2 separate regions of the Mus musculus genome follow, and region 2 is linked to region 1. A link is a contact called in public HiChIP or PLAC-seq data. All regions are on one chromosome and are shown on one strand. The core of a region is the stretch at or near the end of the contact, and the rest is flanking DNA. Distances in the headings are between cores, read along the strand shown.

What was found. HiChIP or PLAC-seq counts read pairs in DNA pulled down with a chosen protein or histone mark.
Region 2: a contact with region 1 is called in an H3K27ac HiChIP or PLAC-seq map of hepatocytes, with 3 times the contacts expected there. The contact joins the enhancer-like site here to the promoter of Acadl in region 1. A contact is called at or near these places in 1 of 39 promoter capture datasets (liver), 1 of 484 Hi-C or Micro-C datasets (liver), 5 of 115 datasets of contacts at active chromatin or transcription factors (DN3 thymocytes, the SCID.adh cell line, bone marrow-derived macrophages and 1 more) and 3 of 9 other capture datasets (adipose tissue, liver and pancreatic islet).

What each region holds. Positions count from the first base shown.
Region 1 is chr1:66,859,647-66,865,817 of GRCm38.p6, forward strand. It overlaps Acadl (acyl-Coenzyme A dehydrogenase, long-chain), which reads right to left and starts at 3,663. Exons shown (of 11, transcript NM_007381.4): 1 at 3,527-3,663. The coding sequence starts at 3,603.
Region 2 is chr1:66,999,233-67,005,403 of GRCm38.p6, forward strand. It overlaps Lancl1 (LanC (bacterial lantibiotic synthetase component C)-like 1), which reads right to left. Exons shown (of 9, transcript NM_001190985.1): 7 at 5,558-5,734; 8 at 5,107-5,179; 9 at 1,285-4,325. The coding sequence ends at 4,249. Among named protein-coding and RNA genes, the nearest start is that of Lancl1, 37 kb to the right of the region's middle. Within about 2 kb of position 3,154, at least 18 of the 459 cell types and tissues checked have an H3K27ac peak or open chromatin away from gene starts, as enhancers often do. A contact at or near this core is called in the SCID.adh cell line, hepatocytes and liver, where this site is marked.

The DNA of each region.
Region 1 (6,171 bases), core at 2,413-4,912:
CAGGGAAGTAAGATCAGGTAGGAACCTAATTTTAAACTAGAATAGAGAAGTAGGCTTCATGCAAGAATCTGATTCTGGGCTAGGACAGGGAAGTAGACTCAGATATCTTAGCCACCCTGATAAGCCTTAGAAACAAAGATCATGGGACTTTTTATTGCCTTGCTTGTCCTTGGCTATCTGTGTTTATTGTCTTGCTTGTTCCTTAACCTAGAAGTGACCTTATTAATTGCAAGTAATTAAAATGGAATAAAAGCAGTTTGGGAAAAAAATAAACCTGCCTCAGCCTCAGAACTGGCTGGGGTCATGCTGCAATGTTGTCTAATTGTCTTTTTTTCTTTTTAATTCTCACGTCTGCTGGCTTGGTCAGGCCCTGTTTTTTCTTTAGTCTTTTTTTTTTTTTTCTAGAAAACATCTATTTCTTAATCATACAAAGCCATGATAAAAGTCATAGAGAAGCTAGGGGTGGAAACCTACAGCCAGCATCATGCTAGGAAAACTCAAGCCATTCCCATTAAGATGGGAACAAGATAGAATGACTCTACTCCTATTTAATGCAGTGCTTGAAAACTTAGCTAGAGCAATAAGACAAGAAAACAAAATAAATACGATGCAAATGGGGGAAAGAAGTCCACACATCTGTTTGCAGATGATATGAATTTACCTAGGAGTCTCTAAAGACTCCACCAAAAACATTCTCAGAGCTAATAAACACTTTCAGCAAAGTAGCAGGATACAAAGTTAACATAAAATTCAGAGGTTTTCTATATGCCAATAGCAAATATACTGAAAAAGACAGCATGAACACAGTCCAGTTTGGTCTGTCTCCCCCTCCCCCTTCCCTTCCCCCTCTCCCTCTCTTCTAGGAATAAACTTAACCAAGGAAATAAAAGACTTCTACAATGTAAACTAAGACACCAAAGAATGAAACAAAGGACAACACCAGAAGATGGAAAGACCTCCTGGTCTCAGCTCAGAAGAATTAGTATTAGGGCAATGGCCATCCTGTCAAAAGCAATCTACAAATTCAACGCAGGCCCAACAAAAAATCTTGGGCTATTTTTCAAAGAAGTTGGAAAAAAAAGATTTTAAAATTTATATGGAGGCACAAAACACCAAGGATGGCTAAAGCAACCCTGAACAAAAGAATACTGCTGGAGGTATCATCACCCTGCGTGTGAGCTACATTACCAAGCCATTGTAATAGAAACAGCATAGTAAGGGCAACAGAACGCAAACACACACACACACACACACACACACACACACACACACACACGCACACGCACACGCACACGCACAAACCAATGGAACAAGGGACACAAATATAGATGCTGGCATCTCTAACTCCCTAATCTCTGATAAAGATGGCAAAAGTATATACTGAGGGAAAGACAGATGAATGGAGGATGAAAATATGGTACTATATTGGGTTCTTTTCTGTTGGTGTGATAATATTCCATAGCCATGGAAGAAAGGGTTTGCTTGGGCTTACAGCTACAGAGGGATAAGGGTCTACTACCATTGGGGCCAGAAGGCATGACAATAAACAGAGGGCTCAGGCAAGAAGCCGAGAGCTCACATCTTGAACCACAAACACTAGGAAGAGAAAGCAACTGGGAAGAGGAACAGGCCAAATCCTAGTGATTACTTCCTACAGTGAGGTCACACCGGTCACCAGAGACACCAAACTGCTATCCAAGCTTTAAAGGTCAGAGAAAACCAGGCACAAGACCTGCAGGTGGTTTCTCAGATCACAACAAAGTTTATTTTATCCCTAATAACTGAGATGACTGCTTTCAATTTATTGCTATGAGGTAAGCATTTTAAAGTATATATTTGTCCTCCGTGTAAAAGCAACGCTGAGATTAGAATACCAGGCTTCTGAGATTCAGGTGGAATTGTTTATCACTATAAAGTAGAGAACTTGTGTGTAAATCTGTCTGGGTCTTAAAATGGTACACCCTATAATATGCTAAGAAAAAAAATGTAATATTTCTAACTACAGAAAAAAGAAATGCATAAATAAACACTTTCCTGCTATCATTTACTTGGCAGTTAAGTTTGGTGAAACATCAATTTTCAGTTTGGAGACACCTGTACTGAACAAATCAATAGCCTTCAGGCTAGTGTCCGTTGTTTTCTCTGTCTTTTAAGTCAGGGTCTCACTAAGCAGCTCCAAGGAAGCTTCAAATTCATCATGATCCCCTGGCCTCTGCCTCCAGTGTGTGTGGAGGGGGAATTACAGGCCTGGGCCACCGCTTTAAAGCCTCATTTACATAAAAAAAAGTCAGACTAAATGAAATGACCCATTGGCACACTCAGGCCCTGGCAGCTGGATGTAAACGTTCTTGGGCTCAGCCTAGGCCTCGCTCCATAAATGCTGACTCAGACTGCCTTTCAACTGGATCGTTGGCCATTATACTCATAACCCTTTAAGAAACCCGTGACGATAAAACTATAGCTCCTGGCTCACTGACCATTCTCCAATAATCCTCTGTAAGGCAGAGCTTCTTCCCACACTTGAATCAAAATAAGATCATTTGGGGGGTTCTCTAATTAAAAAAATACAGAAATATTATTAACATAAAAAGAAATAAGAAAAGCTAGAACAATAGGAACACACCCTTTCGCAGCATCCAGCAATGAGTCAGCTGGCCTGTCCTTTGCCACCGATGCAGGTGTCTCTGTTCATCTTCAGGGTGCTCTAATTTTAAGAGCGTCAGAACATCACTTCCTCCGGAGAATAGAAAAGCATTCCTATCTTAAAGTCCTCGGAACTTTCCCAAGTCTCCTCCGGATGGATAAGCTTTACCACAGCACTGTATTGTACTTCGCAACAATGTGCTAATTAGCTCATTTAAATGTCCTGCCACCATAATTAACAAAGCTTTACACTTCCAGTCTGCTTTATCCAAGGAATGGATTTTTAGACAGGTAAAACTTGATCTCAGTATAAACACCCCCAAAAGTCTCTAAAGCTCTTGGGAGCTGCCCATTAATCCCTCTACATTTAATTAGTTTAAGGATTTAGTAATAAGTGTACAACTAATTTATCAGATGGGGCCTACGCCTGGACGCCTGAGTCGGGATGATTGAAGTTGCTCTGGTCTTCCGGTCCCCGCCTCCGCACACCAAGTCCCAAGTTCACTGTCAGGTGGCAGTCCCCAGTCTCCGTTCCAACTGGGCTAAAGGTCGCACTACTCGGTGGCAGAGCGCCCAGGGGGTGATCGCTCCCGCTAAAGCTGGGACAACACTTTCAAAGTCAGTTCACGGGACACTGTAGGACGTGGGGCGGGGCCCAGGCCTGGAGCGAGCATTAGGGGTTGCCTTGCCTTTTGGGGCGCGGCGGACCGTGGTGGGGACACCCCGAGTTCTCCACGCCACAGCGGGCAGCCCCGGGTTCCGGAGAGAAGGCCCGGTCCCTTCCTCCGGCCGCGTCGCCCCGGCTTGACCGTAGCGCGTCACACCCCATCCCCAGAGCTCCGCCGCCCCGGCTGCCGGTACCCCAGGCTGTACCCGCACTCACCGGGCGGAGGGCAGCGGGCGTGGCGCCGAGCGGGCGCTCAGGACGCGCAGGGAGCGGAGGAGCAGGCGCGCAGCCATGGCGGGATGGACGGCGGCGGACGGGACTGGCGGGCTCCGCGGCGGGGGCAGGCGGACAGAGGGGCGGCCGGACGGCGGGACGGTGGGGCGGGCCTCGGGGACAGCCAACTGCGGGCCGCAGGGCGGTGCCGCCAGCTCGGGCGGGGTCTGCGCCAGGCTCTGCGCGACGCCCCGTGCGCCCTCCCCTCCCGGCTGCAGGGCTGAGCGAGGGTTCCCTGGAGAGTCGTCCCACCCCCGCACTGAAAGGTGCATGGAGTTAATTTTCTAACTTCGGAAAGCTCTCTGAATGTCGATAAATGTATGAGTACTCACTGTAAAGGATTGTGCTGATTTGGTTTGGGTTTTTTGTTTGTTTTGGTTTTGTTTTTTTCCTTGCAAACGTTTGTAGCTACTCTTTGAAAATAAATAAGTAAGTATATTTGATAACGGAATAACAATTGGTTCAATTCTCCAATAGTACTTGAACTCGCATATGGTTGTTTCCTTTTTTTGTTGTTGTTTTGGTTCAATTCAAGGACATGTATTATTTGGGTTTATGGATTTGATGATTTGTAATGGGAAATGCCTGACAGGTTTTGAACTCTAAAGAATGTGTACATTACATCGATTTCTAAGGAGGCAAGGGGGCCTTTCTAATAACAACAGTTACGGAATCTGAAATAGTGAAAGTGAAAGACATTTTGTGTTAGCAATCAACTACTGACAGCCCACTGAGTAGGACATACAGAAATGTTTCAAAGAAAAGCTTTAGGGTTTCACGGCACCAACAATCTGGAAAACATAGTCTTTTTTTATTTAAAAAAATAATTTTAGATTACATTTCATTCATGTGTGTCGTCTGTCTGTCGTGCACTCATGTGGAGTCCAGAAGTTCCTATCAGATGTCTTCATCAATTGCCCTCCAGGTTTCTCACTGAACCTGGAGTTTATAGATTTGGCTAGCCGGTTTGGTAGTGATCTACCTGTCTTTCTGCTTCCCTAGGGCTATGTTTACAAATGCTCAGAAGAGTCGTTTATTTTCTAGGAGTAACTTGATCTGGTTGGGGGTGGGGCTGTTTGTTTTGTCTTTTTTTTTTTTTCCCCGGGTTTCCTAGTGGCAGAATTAATGCAAATGGTGTGTGTCCTTGCTCTGTTGCATTCTTGCTAAGGCTAACTGGAGGCACGTTTGTTTAAGATCCTGTTCATCTGGTTTATCATGAAGTTATTGTTTCCTTTTATAAAATAAAAACAAACAAGTAGTGTGTGTGTGTGTGTGTGTGTGTGTGTGTGTGTGTGTGTGTGTACACTTATTCCTGGGGATCGGACTCAGGCCTTACACATACATATAAGAAACAAGCTTGTAAGTGTAGGATCAGCTGTATTCTAATGATATGAAAGGTTGAACAATAACCAGGATTTCACAAACCCCTTTGAGCCATATTTCTCTTGTAGGAGTATTACACATATTGCTTGAGAGTTCTACAGGCATGCCTTTTTAGAGGGTATGAGGCAGGGTTTCTTTGTATTGCGCAGACAACTGTCCCAAACTTCTGCACATTTAAACAATCCTCCTGCCTTAGTATCTGAGTAAGTAGGGCTTCTGACATTTGCCACGATGACGAAGGAAGGGCATGCTTTTAGTTATTGAAATGTCAATGGCAGCCTAAACTTGAGCATTAAAAGAAAATTAGGAAAAAGATGTGATGGGGAAATCAGGAAAGCTCTCCAGATGGAAGAAAGGAATCGATGGGCAAAGGAACCTGTCTAACTGGAAAGTTTATGTTGGAAAGTAGGAAATCCAGGCCAAGAGGGAGATAATCTCTGGGCAAGACCTTAGCAGAGAGTATAGTGCAAATTTATGTCTGCAACTTCCTGGATTTGAAGTTCTCAGTTTGGAGATTTAGTGGATCAGTTCTTGCAAAGGGCCAGGCTCACAGGTCTGCAGTGGTCACTGGCAGGCAATGATTGGCATTTTTAAATGAGTACTAAGTATCTAACCAGGTAGTTTACATTTGGTGTGATAGGAAGTGAAGAGTGCTTATGGTTGAGGAGGGCAAAAATACATATTCATTCGTTCTTTCATTCCATAAAGACTGAGTTTCTTCTAACCATAAACATTTGACCTTGTAGACAATAAAATACATGCTTTCAAAAGGGGCCATCGAACAGCTATGAAAATAGGAGTAGCAAGGGCTGGAGAGATGGCTCAGTGATTAAGAGCACTGACTGCTCTTCCAGAGGTTTGGGGTTCAATTTCTAGCATTCACATAGTGACTAACACCTTCTGTAATTCCACTTGGAAAGATTCTGAGGTCTTTCACAGGCACTAAACATACTACTAGTTACACAAACATACAGGCATATAATTACTATTTTTAATGAAAAGGAGAATATTACATCAAAGAGTGAGATGAAAGCAGAAAACTGATGGCCTAAAGAAAATGAGCTGAGCAGTAGTGACTCCGAGTTACTCTTTATTCACCTCATTTTAGGGCATAATGGAAAACACACAAGGAAAGAACATTCTAGACTGCGGCTGAAAAATCCCCCCTTAGAGTTTCTTAATCTCTCTGTGTCTTCGTTTCCTTA
Region 2 (6,171 bases), core at 1,904-4,403, 140 kb after region 1:
GCTGCAGACTTAATGTCACCATGGTTGTAATTTGCATGTTGATAGAAAGTTAACATGTCGTATAGATCGGAAATGATGCTGGCTGACTAGGAGGAGTGGCCCTGCTAAGATCCATTTCTCTATCCTCATTAGCCCATGGTTTGGCTAACTGTGTTTGTGCTTTCTCTCATTACTAAGGAAATTGTAAAATATGTCCCCAAGGATGCATTACCAGACTCCTAGAAAACTGCTTATCAGTTTGCAGAACAGAACCGTGAAGCCAGCGTGCTCACCGGTGCTAAGAAAGTCGGCGTTCTGCTTTGGAAGAAGCCTCTGACCAAGGCTTTGGGAAAGAGAGCACGTGGATTCGAATGAGAACGAAACGGCAAATTTTCTTACAGTGTAAGTTTACCCAATGCTTGCAGTGATAAGAACAGGAGGCCTCTGGGGCACTGAATCCACACTCAGGGTTATGGTAGGAAGGAAAAATGACATAAATTACCACTTTCTAATGATTCGGGAGTATGAGAGGGACACAGGATTTTTTAAAAAAACATATTGACGAAGAAGTTATGGGTAAATGGAAAGAGCCAAATTACTTAAAGGTTGTTTGTTATTATTATTATTACTGCAGTGACAATTGCGTATTTTCATTCTGCTGGCGAGAAGTGAAGACAGTACAGGGTTGCTATGGAGTTACTGGAGAGTTTTGTCCCTCCATATCTGTCTGCCTGATATACAGACTTGACACATGCATACTGCCATTTCACTTAAAAGAGAGAAAAACACTCATCCCCTCCTTGCTGTTACAATTATTCGATCAACAGAGGAAAGGAAGGAAGGCCATGTAAATATATGTAGCTCCTGGTATCACTGGGGCACTTCTCATGCGCTGGCTTACCACGTCACAAGAGATTGATGCCATCTCCTGGGTGACTGGGCAGACTTCCTTCCCCATAATTATACCTTACTCAGTGACCTCACTTCTAAGCCCCTGTGAGAACTGTGAGCAGGGAGAATTCCTAGAACCAGGCTGTTGGTCAATGACCACATGGTAGACTCTGATAAACATGAGAGGTGATGCATTGCATGATTTGAAACCTTGAAGATTCTTCTAAATCTACCATTATCACAGATGAGAGCATTTTCCTTTTATAAATCTGTTATTGCATAAAGGAGTGGAACTAACAATGAAGGAATAGCTAGGAACAAATCTTAGTGAGTTTACACAGAAAAGGCCACTATTTATCATTAAGGAGAAATACTTTTCAAATTCAAACTGAAGCAAACAACAGTACCCGATACTCAGGCCTAATAACATTTTATTGAAGACCAGTGGGTTCAATCCCTCCCATAACATACACATATGAAACCAGCCTTTCCCAGTTTAGTGGCAATGAACCTTGGGGTGATTGCTCAATGCCCCCCACACTGACTCCTGTTCACCAGATGTAAACAGTTTTCTATGGCCCAGCAGTATGGAGCCCCCAGAAACCTGGTCTGACCGGTTTTGAGGAAGCAAGAGGAACTGGAATTAATGTCAAGTAAGCCGGGGACTACACCTGAGTTCTTGGAGCCTAAGGAGGAGAGAAGTGAAAGATCCCACTTACACTACTTACTTCAAGATTAGGCCCAGTAATCTAGATACAAATTGACCTGAGGACACAGGAATAGAGTGCTGCAATTCTGTTACTTAGAGAAACAGGGAAGGAGAAAAAAATACTCGTAGATCCTCTTCAATCTAAGTCTATCTACATGGGGGCTTTCTGCGTTGATACAGGCAGGGCATGATGAGGATAAGGGAACCAGATGACCCTGAGGATGGGAGACCGACAGCTGGGATGAAATGAACTCCCTGGTGGGATCTATGGAGACGGCCATGTCAATGCTGACATGTTACACGATTCAAGTTTAGGGCTGAAAAGCACAAGGGGATAAATAGACTGCCTGGCAGGCTCAGAACCCCTTACTGCCCAGTCTCTGGATGGAGATGAACAATGCCACTGAGTTTTCCAAAGCAGCCACTGGAAGGTTTTGAAACTAGGAATTAAAACCTCTGAAGGAAAAATGCATAAGAATAAAACCAACCATGTCTGCACGACACCTGAATGGAAATGGTTCTTGCAGCCTCTACCCGAGGAGGGGCGTTGGTGTCAGCCTTTACTCTATGTGAGTTTAAGATCCTTAGAAAACTCTCCTAGCTCTTAAACATTAGTCAACAGCGGCATAAACACTGTCAGTGTAGTGAGTTTCTAAAATGCTACAGTGAAGAGAGCTGAATGGTGTTCATGAGTCTGTTCATGGGTGACAATATGCAGGAGGCAACACTCATCAGGATGCCTGGGGAAGCACTGTGACCAAGTCTACTGGCTGATCAAAACACTTCCTCTTTTTCTTTAATAAGTATCTATAGTAAAGTGCAGACAGAATATAATAAGCCATTTAACTAAACAAAGTGGGCTTTCTTTTCTAAAGCTGGACACCCAGCCAAACAGCTGCACTTTACTGTCTAAGAGTGACTTATAAATATTGATACAAAGCCTTCACCTGGCACAGTCTACACACAACTTCTGAGGATGCACAGGGGTCACAGAAGGACCAATTCAATCCTAGAAATCGAGTGCTGGGCTGCTCTTTGGATCCTACTGTAGGCACCCTTAAAAGGGCCAGAAAATTTCACGTAATATTAGCTATCTTGGTACCAAATAGAAAATAACAGGAGATTACTCCTCATAGCAACCAGGATACACTCCATGGGGATTTGATCTCCAATAAAAACTGAATGACCAAAAGAGCCACAAATAGCACATTAAATATTCTTAGACCCTGTTGTTTTAAAGCTGGAAAATGTTACCACGTAGGTTAGAGTCTGGTTAGGCCTTTGATATCGAGGAAAGAAGGGAGGAGCTAAAGAGTCAATAGGCGTTTGTTCAGAGGTCGAAACACGGGGGAGTCTTCGTGTACAAACAAACCTGACTCCGAGGTGGTCTCGGAATGTGAAGGACACTTGCTCTTGGGATATGCAAACCGCCATTTGTTACACGCATGAAGGCAGTCACATCCCATTCCAGCCAAGAGCCGTGTTTTCTTAGAAGCTACTGGTCAGAGCAGCTCCCTTTCCACACTCTTTGTAAGCAGAGTTAGAGTTTGTACTAGTTAGTGACGAGATCAATGTTCAAGTCAATTGACAGAAGGTGATGACATGTGGCACTCACTCAGGCACAGTCAGCGAAAAGCAAGGCAAAGCTGAGCCAAACGTCTCAAGGTCAGCCAAAGGTCAGGTGGGACCCTGTCTCAGCAAATTCACACAGACAATCTACTTCTAGATCTCATCTGAGTACTAAAGGACAGACAACTTTTAAAACAAACATTTCTGAAATCTAACACAAGCCAAGGAACTGTTATTTGTGAGTAAACTTTCAGATCAGAATGTGCATCCCAACCATTTAAGTTTTGATCCTGTTGCTGCTAGATAGGGCCTGTGTGGCTCATGAAGTGGGATTTCTAGTTCAGACAGAAACTAGGAATTTAAAAAAATGACATTTAGGCCCAAAAATCTAGTCTATAACTCTTGCAGTTTTTCTTCCAGAAGCACGGGCTACATTTTTTGGTCCCCTTTGCTCACCACTTGAGAGAACCCAGTCCCAGAACTACTACTCTCTGTGGAGGCAGAATGCTCAACAGAAGAGCTGGAAGGCAGTACCCAGCAACAGCCATCACATGTAATGTGTCCACCTGCACTGAGCTCGTGTGTGCACTGTGTGCACTGTGTGTATCTGTGTTGGGGCAGGGCCCAGGGCTCTTCTCCATGCTAGGAGTGTTCTACCACTCAGCTACGTGCCAGATCTCTCCTGCTCTTTACCTTGAAAACGGGTCTCACTAAGTTGCCTAGGTTGGCCTTGAACTTGTGATCCTCCTGCCTCTCTCCCCAGGAGATGGGATAACATGCTCCCAGGCATGGATCACATTGATGGATAAGTAGTAAGAGGAACATTTCCTGCATGTCTGGGAACCATGCGAATGATCAGAAGATACTGTACTGTCATCCATCCTTCCCTCTGGAAGGGAATTAAGATGGCTTCAAGTACACTTATAAATAAAAAGTAAATAATAAAAGGTGCTGAACTGCTAAAGACAAATTATGGAAATAAAAACTCGACCACTTCAAAGTACACAGTTTCATTCTGCTTCCTTCAAAAGCAAGGGCAATATGTAGCCCAGAGTAATACACAGAGTCATGCTGTAAGCGGCAGGAGACATGCTTTCTTTTCAGAGTTCAAATGCAGGGAACTTGGCCTTTGTGGGGACTAACAGGTCAGCCAAGAAATATATTGTTCCAGCCATCCCTAGAGGAACAGAAAGAAGCACACGTTACTACACCAAATGGCTCCATTTCCTAAGGCTCATTTATTTTTATTTTTTTATTTTTTATTGACTTTTGGTCATGGGAAGCATCCTGTAATTCATACCCTGCATTCAACATCAGAGGCCCCTCGGGGGTTCTTGGCTTTCTTTTTATCCAGAGGAAGACAGGAGACAGAATGGAGGCAAGCACAGTCAAGCTACTTATTCTAGCCACTCACTTCCTGTCACCTGGCCACATGCCAGCTCCTTCAGCACTGCCTCGTGGCCACTTACCTCCCAGAGGCTCTGTATCTATGACTCAGCATATGCCTGGGTTCATAAATGGTGGCCACCATGACAGCTACTAATATTATAGTCTGAGGTAAATGCTCACTGACTAATTTATTTATTTATTTATTTATTTAGGCACCAGGTTTCACACAGTCCAGGCTGGCCTTAAACAAGTAAATGGCCTAGTTGAATTGCTGATCTTCCGGTCTCTACTGTTTCCACCCCTTGAGTGCTGGGATTATAGAGATGTGGGTATATGCCAATATGCCTAGTTTATGTGGTGTGGAAGATGAACTCAGGGCTTTGGGTAGACTAAGCAACTGTAACAACTGAGCTACACCCCCAGCCTTGCTCACCGACCTGACATTTCAGGAAATAAGGTGGTACATGTTTAAGAATGGACTATAAGAATCAGATTGTGGTTACACCTGATTATCACCAAGCAGAATGGTAGCTGATGATCTTAGGAGCTAAGTCATGTGTGAAAAATACCTTCAAAGAGGGAGAAGGGGGTGTCCGCTGTCCTGCATCCGTGCTCCCCGTAGTCTAAGCACCACTCAGCAAACTGAAAATGAGACCGAGTTCAATTACTGTAGTTATTTCTTCCGAATTCTAGGAACTCACAAAAACTGCCTGCGTTACTTTGAATAATTCCCAAACTATAAGTGAGAGACAAGGAGAAGGTTTGGAGGCAGCTGCATGGCTTGGGAGGAGTTTAGTGAGCAGTAAGAACACTGTTGCCAAGGGTACCAAAACAAAATAACCCTCCACCCTTCAGCCTTTGGTCCTACAAAGGTCCAAGCAGAATCTACCCTTTAAAGGGATGTTAACCGTCCTGAATAGTTCTCGAGGTTTCCCTTAAACTACATGTGTGTTAACTCTAAGCTCAGGGCCTTTTCAGCCTCCCAAGGAGCTGCTTCTCCACGCCCAGCCTGGCTCTTACCTTGCAGGCCCTGTACAGATACTTCAGATCCTGTGTGAGGTTGTAGAGTGCCAGGAAAGCGTAGGCATTCCCTGCAGCACCATGGCACAGCCCGTAGCCCTTCTTCAGTAGCCCGTACTGCCAGATCACGTCAGCACACTGCTGGGCATCACACAGGTAACGCTCTTCTTTGAACACCTGCAGAGTCAAGGGACATATGCGAGTTCTGTCATTGGGGCTACAAAGCTCTTCCTACCTGAGAAGGCAAGGTGGAGAAGAAGAGGAGGAGGCAGGCTGAGAAGTAAGGATCGCAGCAACAGGAAGTGCAGTACTTCCAACAACAGACAAACCCTTACCACTGACTTGTATCATAGGTTTTGTCACCTTGACACAAGACTAGGCACACTTGGGAGGAGGGAACCTCCACTGAGAAACTGTCCTCATCAGACTGGCCTGTGGGCATATCTGTGGGGTGTTTCCTTGATTGTTGATCGATGTAGGAGGAGGGCCTAGTCCACTGTTGGGGGTGCAATCACCTGGCAGGTAGTCTTGGGTTGTATCAGAAAGAAGGATGAGCAAGGCAGGGGAAGGGAACTAGTAACTAGAATCCATCCATGGAGTCTCCTTCACTTCCT